Regions from separate parts of the Mus musculus genome. Here regions 1 and 3 are each linked to region 2. A link is a contact called in public HiChIP or PLAC-seq data. All regions are on one chromosome and are shown on one strand. Each heading gives the region's core, a stretch centred on a gene start, on an enhancer-like site or on the middle of the called end of the contact. The rest is flanking DNA. Distances are from core to core; before and after follow the strand shown.

Region 1 (3,734 bases), core at 227-2,726, 150 kb before region 2:
GTGGAGAGATAAAGCGAATGTCACAGATGTTATATATTTGAATTTCTCTAAGCAGTTCGTCTAACGAGTTGAGATTTTCATTATAAAATTGGCGTGGATAAGAACCACAGTGGTAAGAATACAAGATCAGCTCATGCATTGGGCAATGAGTTATAGCAACAAGCTGGCTGTTTGTCTCAGAGGTGCAGAGTGGCAGCGGGGCCAGTGCATGGTCTTTCATCTTTATTCATAAGCTGGAAATGTAGGGAACTTTAATAAAGCTGCAGGTGCAGAGTCACAGCGGATTGACACGGAGGTAGAAAAGGAAAATGGGAGTTAGGGTAGAAATTGTAAGAATACAAAATCTGTCAATGTAGGGCAGAAGCATTTAGAAACCATTTAGCAGAAGGAAACAAAACAGAGCCCTGATGTTATATAGGAAGAAGTCACAGAAAATGGCTGTATTAACAAACAAAATCAAAACAAGGCCGACAGCACAGAAGAATCTGCTAGCTTGTCTTGGTCAGGGAACCCTAGGCTGACTCTCTAGCATAGACCACCTTCCTAGCACAATTATGGCAGTGGCCCACAGGGCCCACAAGGAGGCAACAGGACCTTCTATTCCTTTTGCTTTCCATTCCTAGAACCAGGGATCACCTACAAGGTGTTCGGTTCTTTAATGCCTTCACCTAGTCTAACAGTGTTTTGGGCTGGCATACGACAGGAAAGCATAGGTTTGAGATGAAAGAACAAGAAAAGTATGTGAGTGGGCACATACATTGAAAATAAAAATAAAAAGAACACACACCTTCTCTAATAGGTGACTCCACATTTGTTCTCAACTTTCTTAGAAAGGGGAAACAGAGAATTTGATTGGTCATTGCCTTCTGTTCTTGGAGGTAATTTATAAACACTTTGAGTTTCCCCTGGCTGAGTTACTCTTTTACTCAGTGGGCCCTCTGATTACAGTTGATTACTTATGATAAACAGATGACTCAGGATGATGGCTGGCTGGCTAAGCCAGAAAAACCAACTGTGTGATTAGTGGCTTGGGCAGCCAAGCCACATGACTCTTGGGTGTGGTCAGTGAATTAATCAATCGTTGTACTCCGACCAATCCTCGAGGGAGATTTCCTGGTCAGCCCACACACACAGTATTCACATACACAGATAGATGCACTGGGAGGGTAACACCTCTCACGGGACAGTGAGAGCTCTGAAGTAGGGTGGGCAATGCTTCATTAATCAGTCAGGGTGAGCACTTGTCTCATTTCTGCTAGGATGAGGGAAGCCTGGAGAGAGTCTCTTCAAATCAGGAAACAGACAGACAAACAAAACAACCAACATAAAGCAAAACAAAATCCACCACAAACAAAAAACTACCCAACCCAACCCAATGAAACCAAAAAGATCTGACTTGTTTTGAGTCCAAGAAGCAGACTCCATAACCAAGCAGATACACTGAACTGCAAAGGTGATAGATGAATCTGTCCCCAGGAGAGAAGAACCAGGGACCACTTCCTCTTTGGCCATACATGGGAGTAAAAGGATATGGCTGAAATTGTAATGAATTCTTGTTTTGTTTTGTTTTTTTAAATAACTTAATTGCTATCTATTTTCATAAATGTGAGGTATTTCAAAGTGCTGTAAGGTGCCACACCAAATATATACATCTTGATGAAATTCAGAACTTTGACATTTTACTCAGTTCTATGCACCAAACATGAACAAATATAGTAACAAGGAAGAAAGAGGCTAGGAAAAAGGAAGTATATATATATATATTTTTTTTCTTTATAAATGTTTCTTAGTTTAAAAACTGATTAAAGTGATATCTACTGGAAACCTCCATAACTAATTTTCATATGAAAATATAAGTATCAAAATTAGTTATATTATACTGGCAGTGTAGGAATTAAGACAGTACATAACAGATTAACAATATATTTGTATACAATCTATGCTCCTCAAGCATAGAGGTATTCTTTCAGTACTTAGGTGTAAGCATCTAGTCTAATACTGGCTGCAAGAGCCACCCAAGACTTACACAGAAGGTGGTGTTTATTTCATACGAGTGCTCCCAGGGCATCAAATGGCAAACCCTCTTCTGTGGCATTTGCTAGGACTTAAGCACCATTGTAAAAAGTAGGAAAGGCTCTTTGTGGAAACTTGGACCAGAACAAGGTGACTTCACAGTCTCCTGAGGCCCCCAACTGTCCTGAATGCCCATGGACGTTACCAGGTGGGACTCCTAGATAGAGTAGTGCCACTCTTCCACATGTTTGCCTAAGTACTCTCTAAGTACTGGTGGTGTGGAAAGGAGATGTGAAGAAAAGCCGTCTTCTAGTGAAAAGGCCCCAATCTAGTTGGCTTCCTGACACCATTCTCTGGCATCTAAAGCAGAAACTCTAAGCTATTAGGAGAAAGACAAAACCAACACAGAACATGGGTCTGCTACTGCTCAGGCAGCGGAGAAGACTACAGAGGCATGGCCTACTATTCCTTAGTTTCCCCCTCTAAAAGGTTACTGGAATACATAATGTTTGGTGGTGTAGGAGCCACATACAACACAGGCTGGAAAGAACTAATCTGTAGTTTGGCAAAACAACTTTGGTTATATACTCTTCTTAAAATGTTCAAGAAAATAATACATATGTTATTTGTTTTAGATAATTCTATTATTTAAAAATTATATCTTTAAGATACTTCTAAATGAGGATCTTTTATTTTCAAAGGTAGAAAATCGGTTTGCCCACTGCATGGTTGACGGCTGAGTGTAAGAGGGCAGCGGTGGGTTAGGGTGCATTGGCTCCTCTAGCATGTCCACGGATCAGAGCAGGCCCTGATAGGATCTTCTTTGTGTTTATATCAGGACTAGCAAAAGAGATACAAGAGAAAGGTGGGTTCCCAGCACCCACATGGAAGCTCACCACTGTCTGTAACTCCAGCTCCAGGGCTCCAATGCCACCTGATGGTCTTCAGGAGCATCATACATGCATGTGGTACACATGACTACATGATAAGTAACACGCACACACATAAAATAAAAACAAATGCGTCGGAAAAATAACAAGAACAAAAAAAGGAATGCGAGGCTTTTCTTAAATATTCAGCCATTAATAAAAGTTCAGATGAGAGGATTGGTGAGATGGCTCAGCAAGTAAAGGGGCTTGCCACCAAGCCTGAAGACCCTAGTTCAATTCCTGGGACCCACATGGTGTAAGGAGGAATCAACTTCCAAAACGCATCCCCTGACCTCCACATATGAGTACAATGCATGCCTCATCCCAGTAAATACGTGAATGTGAAACACATGCATGCAGTCCAGGATAGAAAATACTGTAGTTTGGAAGTGCTCTGAAAGGCACATGCACTGAAGGCTTACTCCCCAAATGGTGGTGCTATTCTGGCACGTGCTAGAAACTTCAGGTGTTGGGGTTCTGGAGAAGCAGGCTCCCAGGGGATAGGCCCTTGATGCTATGTTGAACCTGGCTCCTTCCTGTATCTTGAGGTGGACAGCCTCCTCCTCCTCCTCCATTTCAATCCACTGCCATGACAGTCAACCTTGTCTCAGACCCAGCCAAAAGACCACGAACTGACTGATCGCTCTGACTCTGTGAGCCAAAATTAGATTTCCCTTATTTGACTTTTTCTCTCAGGTCCTAGTGATGAACAAGCTAAAAAAAGTAAAAAAATTCATTCGTTAAACACCTGAATAATTCACTGAAAACCTGTCTCAAGGAATGGAGAGAGTT
Region 2 (3,992 bases), core at 1,078-3,577:
ACAATTTCATCAGACATTTTCACCTTTAACACAATATTTGTGTATTGATAATAATGTGAAACTACTTATTTAAAAAATATATGTCAGTTCCAAAGAATCAGATTTTGGGGCTACAATGGCGGAAATGGGGAATGTGTGGTGCATTGTCACTCAGTTGAATCTGACTCTAGGTTTGTAATGATGGTGAATGTAGAAATGGTACTTTAAGAAAGCTGAATCATTTTAGATTCTGGGAAGACATTTGTGGTAGGGCTATTACCACTCAAAGAAGGAGCCCACAGTTGGAGGGCCAGGCTCTCCAAATTCTGTTTGTGGTGGTGGTGGGGACCTATTCATTGTCGATAACCTCTCACTGAAATGTGACTTTCCTCAGTTTTACATGATGACAGCAAATCATGCTAGTATTTAGTATGTGAAATCATAGTACTTTTGAAATTTGCAATTCGTCCCTATAAGTTCTGCAAGTCAGCAGAGAAGCTCAAATATAACTATTTTGTAGTTTTCTTAATATTTTGATAGCTGTGTTTTATTTTGATTTTTTTTAAATGATTCTATAGCTTTTATGCTTTAAACAAACACGAAGACCTCAGCAGACAGATGAAGGGGATCTTGAGGGCAATATAAACTATTAAGGACCCCGTCTGTAAATCTGCTCAGTATTAGTGGGGCTCTTAGCTGTTTCTCTGGTACCGTCTCTGTCATGCCCTCCCTGTGCACTCTGGGGAGCAGGGGTGTGCTTCTGTGTGGCCGTGGATCATTTTGAGATGGAACTGGGCTATACTGCAGAAATGAAACGGCTTTGGTTATTTTTGTCTGTCGTTTTCACATCTTAAAGCTCTTTAGCTTTTCCGTGGCTCTCGTACAACACTGTCTCAGACAGACTTCCAGTGAAAAATGTTGATTCAGCCACAGTTTACTCGAAAGCTCGATGTTGTGAAAGTAAGGCGCAGAAAGCAGAGAACCCAGTGTCTGGAAGTGTGTTAGAGAGGCTGAGCATGTGCCCAGGAGCAGTGAGAGGCCCAAGGGAGAGCAGCCTGGGCGGCTAAACGGAGGAAGAGAAGGAGTGAGTCTGGTCGCATAAGCAGAAGATGGGGGAGTAATTAAATTGAGGCTTCCAAGCCTCTCTGGATGGAGGCTTCTGTTTATCAAAAGGTGCTTTCGCTCCTGGGAACTGTTCCTGTGTAGTTAAGGAAAGTGTTTTCACCCGCGTCTCCAACCTCTTCAATTCAGCACAGAGCTTTTGGCAATCAGGGCATGTCTCCTGGATTGAATCCTTGTCTTGGTTAGAGTTGTAGGCAGGATTTTCAGTGTGGGATGACTAGACGTTATAGTATTATGGTCGCTCATAGACATACCTGTGAGGGTATATTTGAGGGCATTTGGAGCAAAAGGGAAAAATATTTGCCATGAAAGTATGCTTAGGTGAATATCTTTTTACGGTAGAGTGTTGATTACTAAACCAAGGGGAAACGTAGAAAACGTATCTGGGCAGAATGGAAGTGGGATGCTTGTGCTGCTGTAGCCGAGCAATGTGTGCTTATAATGCAGTTCTAAAGAGTTTGGGAAGGGTAGCCTTAGTGAATAATAGACCATGTGAATCGTCATCTTCTTTCTTCTTAAAATTACATTCACTTCCCATGTATGTATGTATGTGGCAGTCAGAGAAGACCTTGTGGGAGTTGGTTCTCTTCTCTACTGTGTGTGTTCTGGGGATGGAATGTAGGACCTCTGGCTTGGCAGCAAGCACCTTTATTGAGGAACTCTCTCTGGACCTGAAGTAGAGCCTTGGTGTCCAGTATTGTGGTGCATGCTTACAATACCAATACTTAGGAGATAGTGGCAGCTTAGACGCTAGCTTGGGATACATGATGCTATGTCCTCCCAAACCAATATACCAAATACCAATACTTAGGAGATAGTGGCAGCTTAGACGCTAGCTTGCGATACATGATGCTATGTCCTCCCAAACCAAAACTCAGACCTGGCTAAAATGCATTGCTTATCCATGTGTGTTTCTAAAGAGTATCTTCAACTTGAATCCCATGTTATTTAAACTAGGGATACAACCATATGTATAAACATTATTAAACAAGAAGGAGCTGTCTTTATACTTTAATAACTGAGTGTGTTGTTTACTGTATGTTATTAAGAGTTCTGCTTTGTTAAAATACATATATTTCCATTATATATCATTTGTGAATTGATGTATTTGGAACTTTTAAGAGATAATTCTTCTCCTATTATTTATTTAATAACTCAGAGAACCCAGGCCTCTGTCAGAGCAGTCGGTGCCCTTAAGCACTGAGTCATCTCCCCAGCCCCGAGTCTGTTTATTTATTTTGTCTTCTAAGTAGCTAAGTTCTGTGACTTGAGTGCTGTGGCCTGGACTTGAGAAGTCAGACCAAAATATCATTTCCATGCAAAAATCCTCCTCTTGAGTATATTTCTGTCTAGAGGTACACAGACCAGGGCTTACTACGGTAATGATGAAATTGGGTGAGCCTGAAGGAAATATAAAAACCCTGCTTAATGATCCAGTTCGGTTTTTATACAGATTAACTGTCATTAAGAGAGGAATGGCCTGCCGGTCTGGGTTCCTCGTTCTCTGAATAGATAGCTCTGGCACTATAAACCGGGAATATCTCTGAATGTACAACACTGTAGTTGTTGTAAGCCCCGAGGCCCCATCCCGGAATGACAGATGCTTGCATGTCATTCAGTTTTATGTGTGCTAAACTAATCTCAGTGCAGTATGGGAGTGTGTTAGTGTGTGTATGTTCATATGTTAAGAGGTTTTAGCATCCCGAGTAATGAGACATGGACAGTTAAAACCCCAGGCGCTGCTCAGGGATGTGTTGAGTGGCAACAGCCTCTGTCTGAACTCTCCTGATCCCAGGCCCTTCTCCAACTGGATTCACCTTTTCTTTCTGCAAAGCTTGCCTGTGATCTCTTCTCTGTGGTACCCGAATCCTTGACAGTTCTCCAAGTCTCTGCCTTGGAGCAACCTTGGCCTGAGTCCTTTTCACAGTGGAGATTTTGCTTCCTTTTCCGGGGAACTGATCCCAGAAAAAGAAGCCCAGCTTTAAACACCAACACGTGTGTTATACCATGATAAGGAAAGAAAAGAAAAAACAGAATCCCATGTGACTTCTTAGGATGAGACCCTGTCCATCCCTCTCTGCAGTCTTTGAACTAGCCGTCCTAGTAGATTTCCTTGGGAATCCCACAAGTCTTATGTAGAGAGGAGGAGCGGCTAGCACGCTTTAGGGGCCTGGCATTTTGCTGGTGAGAGTGACTAGGGATGCCTCCGGTGGAAAGACAGTTGTTTGTAAATCCACTGTGTATTTTCTCAGCTGTGCTAGAAATCCTCGTGAGTGAGGACCAGATTATTAGCTTTGGCATCAAGGTTTCAAACCACACAGCCTTGATGCCACAGCCCTGACTCCTTGCTGACCTGGCATCCTGGAGAAGCGCCGGTCCTCTTGGACCTATCCCAGGCTGCAGCTGGGAACTGGGCGCCTAGTGCCATCTGCCTGGGCAAGTACGGAAATGCCAAATGGCCTGGCAGTTTTCAGTGTGGCCTTTGGATCCTCGCTGAGCCATATGGTGCTAAAATGTCAAACTGTTCCTGAGTGTGGGCCACCGTTGAAGAGGCTGGAGAGAGAAGGCACACTTCAGTTGCAAGGTCTGCTGAAGCTGTTTGTTGTCTGGCTGCTGGCTCATCACGGTTACTTTAACCGTCTTTTGTTGAGTAGGGCTTAGCTGATAGTGGTCTACCTACCTCTTTTGTGAGAACCGCAAGCATGCTTGCACGTACACAGTATGTATCAGTGACAGGGCCTCTACGAAGTCTCTGGAAGGAGTGTGTAACACCCTTAGGCTGTGGTCATGGAAAGGCCTGGGAGCCAAATCTCGTGTTCCTTTCTGTTTCAGCTCCTTTGCGTTACATTCTGGCAATTGTTCTTGCCGATGGGTTGACAAAGCACACTGAG
Region 3 (4,104 bases), core at 1,441-3,940, 130 kb after region 2:
GGGAAGTCCTTAAGCTTATTAGATATAAGCAAAATCTTTTTGAAGTGTTAGTTTCCCAGAGAGGTAAATTAAAATTCAGGCAGGAGAAATATATTCCAAAAGAAATATGGAATAATGATATTTAATCTTTCAGTTTCCTGTATTATTGTCTGTAAGATGCTGGCGTGGAGGAACAAGTTTGTTTTAGTGTCACGTTGAGGGTTCCCTGGGTGATGGGGACTAAACCAGGAACGCGGCCCTTGCAAGTGTTCATGTTTCTTGCCATTCTAGGGAGGTCCTGAGAGTCATTTCTCAGAGAAACCCTTAGGAAGCAATATGGCTTTCATTTTACCTTTCATCTGGGCTGTTCATGGATTTGCTACATGCTTTATTCTAATCATCTGTAGCTTTTGAATATGTTTCCATATTCTACTGTGTTGTTCCTTTTTAAAAATTTTATTGTGGGGTGTGTGTGTGTGTGTGTGTGTGTGTGTTTGTTTGTCTGTGCATGCACACATGAGCAACAGACCCACATAGTGTGGTACATAGCGCCTCTCTGTCTAACATGCTTTTCTCGAGGATCACACTCAGGTGGCCAGGCTGGACAACAAAGCCCATCCTGCGGGCTCCTCTAATACATTCTAGTATGTCATTCCTTTTTTTTTTTTTCATCTCTCATTTTGAAAATACAATCTAAATTCCTTTGCCTGTCTCTTTGCTTCTGCTAGAATATCCAACTGTGTTTAATTACTTCATTTTATTATTTTAGATCAGTCTCAAGAAAAGCCTAAGGGACAAATGAGCATATAAATTTAATTTCTTGATACTTTAGTCTTCATTTAAAGCTTTTTTATATTTGGACATCTGCAGGGCACATGCAAATATAGTTTTGATATTTAATTATTCATCTAGCACACATTTCTGAAAAATTTATTATGATTTCCCTTTCAATTCCATCTCATATCATAAATCTTGATATTAACTTTTCTATACTGATGTTGCTTTATTTGTTAATTTTGTTATATTGAAATAAATATAAATTTTATGAAAAAAGCTAAAAAGCGTTCTCTTCCTATTTATTATTGTAGAATATATAGAATTGAGTCAGGTCTTGAGTATATGTACCTTTAAACACTGAGCTGTCATTCCAGTCCCAAGTTTTTTTTTTAAATACCAGGAATTGAACCAATGGCACGCATGTTTTCTCACAGAGCTCTCTTGTAAGCTAAAATTACTCATTGGAACATAACATGCAGCCTGGTCCGATGTTACATGTTTGTAATCCTCTCACTTGGGATGCTGAGGGGAAAGGATTGCAAAGTTCAAAGCCAACCTGGATAGCATAGTGAATTCCTTGCTGGTTGGTCTGTGGTGTGAGACCATGTCTCACAAACAATAGCCAAATAACAACATCATAGGTGCTTGTCTTAGTCAGGGTTTGTATTCCTGCACAAAACATCACGACCAAGAAGCAAGTTGGGAAGGAAAAGGATTAATTCAGCTTACACTTCCACATTGCTGTTCATTACCAAAGGAAGTCAGGACAGGAACTTGGGGGCAGGAGTTGATGCAGAGGCCATGGAGGGGGCTGCTTACTGTATTGTTTCCTCTGGTTTGCTTAGCTTGCTTTCTTATAGAACCCAGGACCACCAGCCCAGGGATGGCACCACCCACAAGGAGCCCTCCGGCCCTTGATCACTAATTGAAAAAAATGTCTTACAGCTGGATCTCATGGAGGCATTGCCTCAAGGGAGGCTCCTTTCTCTGTGATAACTCCAGCTGGTGTCAAGTTGACACACAAAACCTGCCAGTACAGTGCTGTTTTCCCCTCTTTTTTAAAGCACAGTTTTTATGTAGAATTATTGGATTTTTTATTTTCTGATTTATTAAAAGCATACGTGTTTAGATGGCCAAAGTGGTGGCCCATAGCTGTACATCAGCTTTGAGAAAGCATAGCTGTAAGACAGCCAAAAGTTTAAGGTCAGCCTGCTCTAGATAATAAATTTCAGGTTAGACAAGGTTACACTGCAAGACTCTGTTTGCAGAGATAAACAAAAAGAATGTATTTACTGAGTGAGATTTGATTTTTTTTTCAATTATATTTACAAAAAAATCTCTAAAAGTGCAATGGTTGTAACTGGTATTAGAAAATAATGATTCATGCTGCATTGCATTTTATTTAGCCCATAGAATGTACTGATGTTTTTCTATTCCTGATATTGTCATGGTTGTAACTGTTTAATACATCCTTCTTATGAACAACTGGCTTTAAGAGATAGCTAGAAACATAACCTTCATGTTTTCTCTTCCAGGGTATATTTCCTTCCAGCTATGTTCACTTGAAAAATGCCTGTGTAAAGAACAAAGGGTAAGAATGAATTGCATTCATAGTTGGAAGATTTTGCCACAGCCGCTGTCTTGGAATTGAAAGGCTTAGTAATTGTATTACTAAAGCAACTACAGAAGAGCGAACCGTGGCCCTTGTTGTTTGATAAGGAGATACTATGGCAGCAAATAGAGACAATTAAGGAACTCATTTCTGAGTGCTGAGCCACAGGAGCATGCTAGGGTATTATGGCCTCTCATTGTCTACCAGTTGTGAAACTTGTTTAATCTTAAGCAGAGAAATTGGTTCTTCTTGGTTTCCTGCTGTTTAGAGAATCATGCCAGGCAGAGTCCCTAACATGGTGAGTCATGTAGCCTCAGTGCCCAGAACTTCCTTAATTTACTACTGGTTATAGAGAAGGGAAGCCTGTGGCCAGCAGGGTGTGGGGGAGACAGAGTACTTCCTGGGCAAGCCCAACAACCTGAGCTTGAGCTTGCAAAGCCACACAAAGGTAGAAGACAACGGACTGCACAGAGCTGTCCCCTGACCCCTGTATGTGTGCCACAGCACTTGTATGACCTACACACATTGTATACACACAGGAATAACAAATAAAAAGAAAGCTGGCTGTGGTAGTTCATATTTAACTCCAGCACTTAGAAGACAGAGTCAGGCAGGTCTCTGTGAGTTCGAGGCTCACCAGGTCTACACAGTGAGTTCCATGCCAGGCAAGGCCATAAGACTCTGTCTCAAAGCGTAAGGACAGGAAAAGCCCATCTATTCTCTGAAGTGAGTATAACACTAGGTCCTTGTGTAACTTCATATATTATTTCTCTATTTGACCTACGGTCACGTCCTGTCACAGATTGCCACAAATCTGGTCTAACACAAAAGTCATAAACTCAATTAAAATCTATGTATTAAAAAAAACTGTTTGTGTATTTCTCCAGCATGATATTTAGATAACTAGCTTCACAAACAGAACATGTGACATGTCTGACTGATATATTGCATGGATGTCATTGATCACCAAGGACTTCTTAAGTATTTATAATATGTTACAGTCTGCTTCTAAATGGACTGGAATCAGCCGTTAGAATAATGTGTATCAAATAAGTTTCTACAGAATATCACAATAGAACTTGCCTGGTGTTGTGTACTTAGCACATAAGTAAATGATTGTTGTTAAGGTAGATTTTGACACATGTATCTGATGGCAATGTCACAAGGAGCCATCTGTGAATTATAATTGTAATTTTCATTTTATGGCCAAAATATACAGGCTCTGTGATAGAAATTACATATTTATGCAAATAGCAGTAAATAGCAACTTTTTATTTCAGCAACAAAAGCATAGTAGATAATATATTTAAATTTTAATTTCACCAAAAAGTTTGCATAGATATTAGTCAAATGGATGGTTTTTACATTCATCTTCTATAAAACATTCAATGAACAAACATGAGCAAGTCCATATGGTACAAACACCTTGGGTTTCTCTATTTGGATAAATGTTAAATGGCCTACTGTAATAACAGTGTGCTGTATGTCATTTATTTTAATACTTTGAAAAACTTTAGTAGTTTTACAATATAGAAGACTTATGGTACAACTTTAGTGTACTGCTGATTTTTCTGTGAGGGTTTCACTTAGCATCCTAAGTTGTTTTCCATTTTATTTCAGTTTTGGTTGTCTTTAATGATTCTGTTTCTTTGTTAAAGTCTACTTTCATGTCTTGGATGTTTTCTTTCAATGGTTTGTGTCATCACAGTCTTCATTAAGATAAATTGTTTCTTACC

Evidence for each region. HiChIP or PLAC-seq counts read pairs in DNA pulled down with a chosen protein or histone mark.
Region 1: a contact with region 2 is called in a FOXA1 HiChIP or PLAC-seq map of pancreatic cancer cells. The contact joins two enhancer-like sites. A contact is called at or near these places in 1 of 484 Hi-C or Micro-C datasets (the N1E-115 cell line), 1 of 115 datasets of contacts at active chromatin or transcription factors (pancreatic cancer cells) and 1 of 9 other capture datasets (adipose tissue).
Region 3: an HNF4G HiChIP or PLAC-seq map of pancreatic cancer cells shows a contact between it and region 2. The contact joins two enhancer-like sites. A contact is called at or near these places in 1 of 484 Hi-C or Micro-C datasets (nephron progenitors) and 1 of 115 datasets of contacts at active chromatin or transcription factors (pancreatic cancer cells).

The regions. Positions count from the first base shown.
Region 1 is chr12:40,347,370-40,351,103 of GRCm38.p6, forward strand. The region is part of intron 4 of Zfp277 (zinc finger protein 277); the gene reads right to left. Among named protein-coding and RNA genes, the nearest start is that of Gm40406, 96 kb to the right of the region's middle. Within about 2 kb of position 1,477, at least 32 of the 459 cell types and tissues checked have an H3K27ac peak or open chromatin away from gene starts, as enhancers often do. A contact at or near this core is called in the N1E-115 cell line and pancreatic cancer cells, where this site is marked.
Region 2 is chr12:40,495,619-40,499,610 of GRCm38.p6, forward strand. All of the region lies in intron 1 of Dock4 (dedicator of cytokinesis 4), which reads left to right. Among named protein-coding and RNA genes, the nearest start is that of Dock4, 52 kb to the left of the region's middle. Within about 2 kb of position 2,328, at least 25 of the 459 cell types and tissues checked have an H3K27ac peak or open chromatin away from gene starts, as enhancers often do. A contact at or near this core is called in the N1E-115 cell line and pancreatic cancer cells, where this site is marked.
Region 3 is chr12:40,624,046-40,628,149 of GRCm38.p6, forward strand. Dock4 (dedicator of cytokinesis 4) reads left to right here. Exons shown (of 53, transcript NM_172803.2): 4 at 2,292-2,347. Among named protein-coding and RNA genes, the nearest start is that of Dock4, 180 kb to the left of the region's middle. Within about 2 kb of position 2,691, at least 59 of the 459 cell types and tissues checked have an H3K27ac peak or open chromatin away from gene starts, as enhancers often do. A contact at or near this core is called in pancreatic cancer cells, where this site is marked.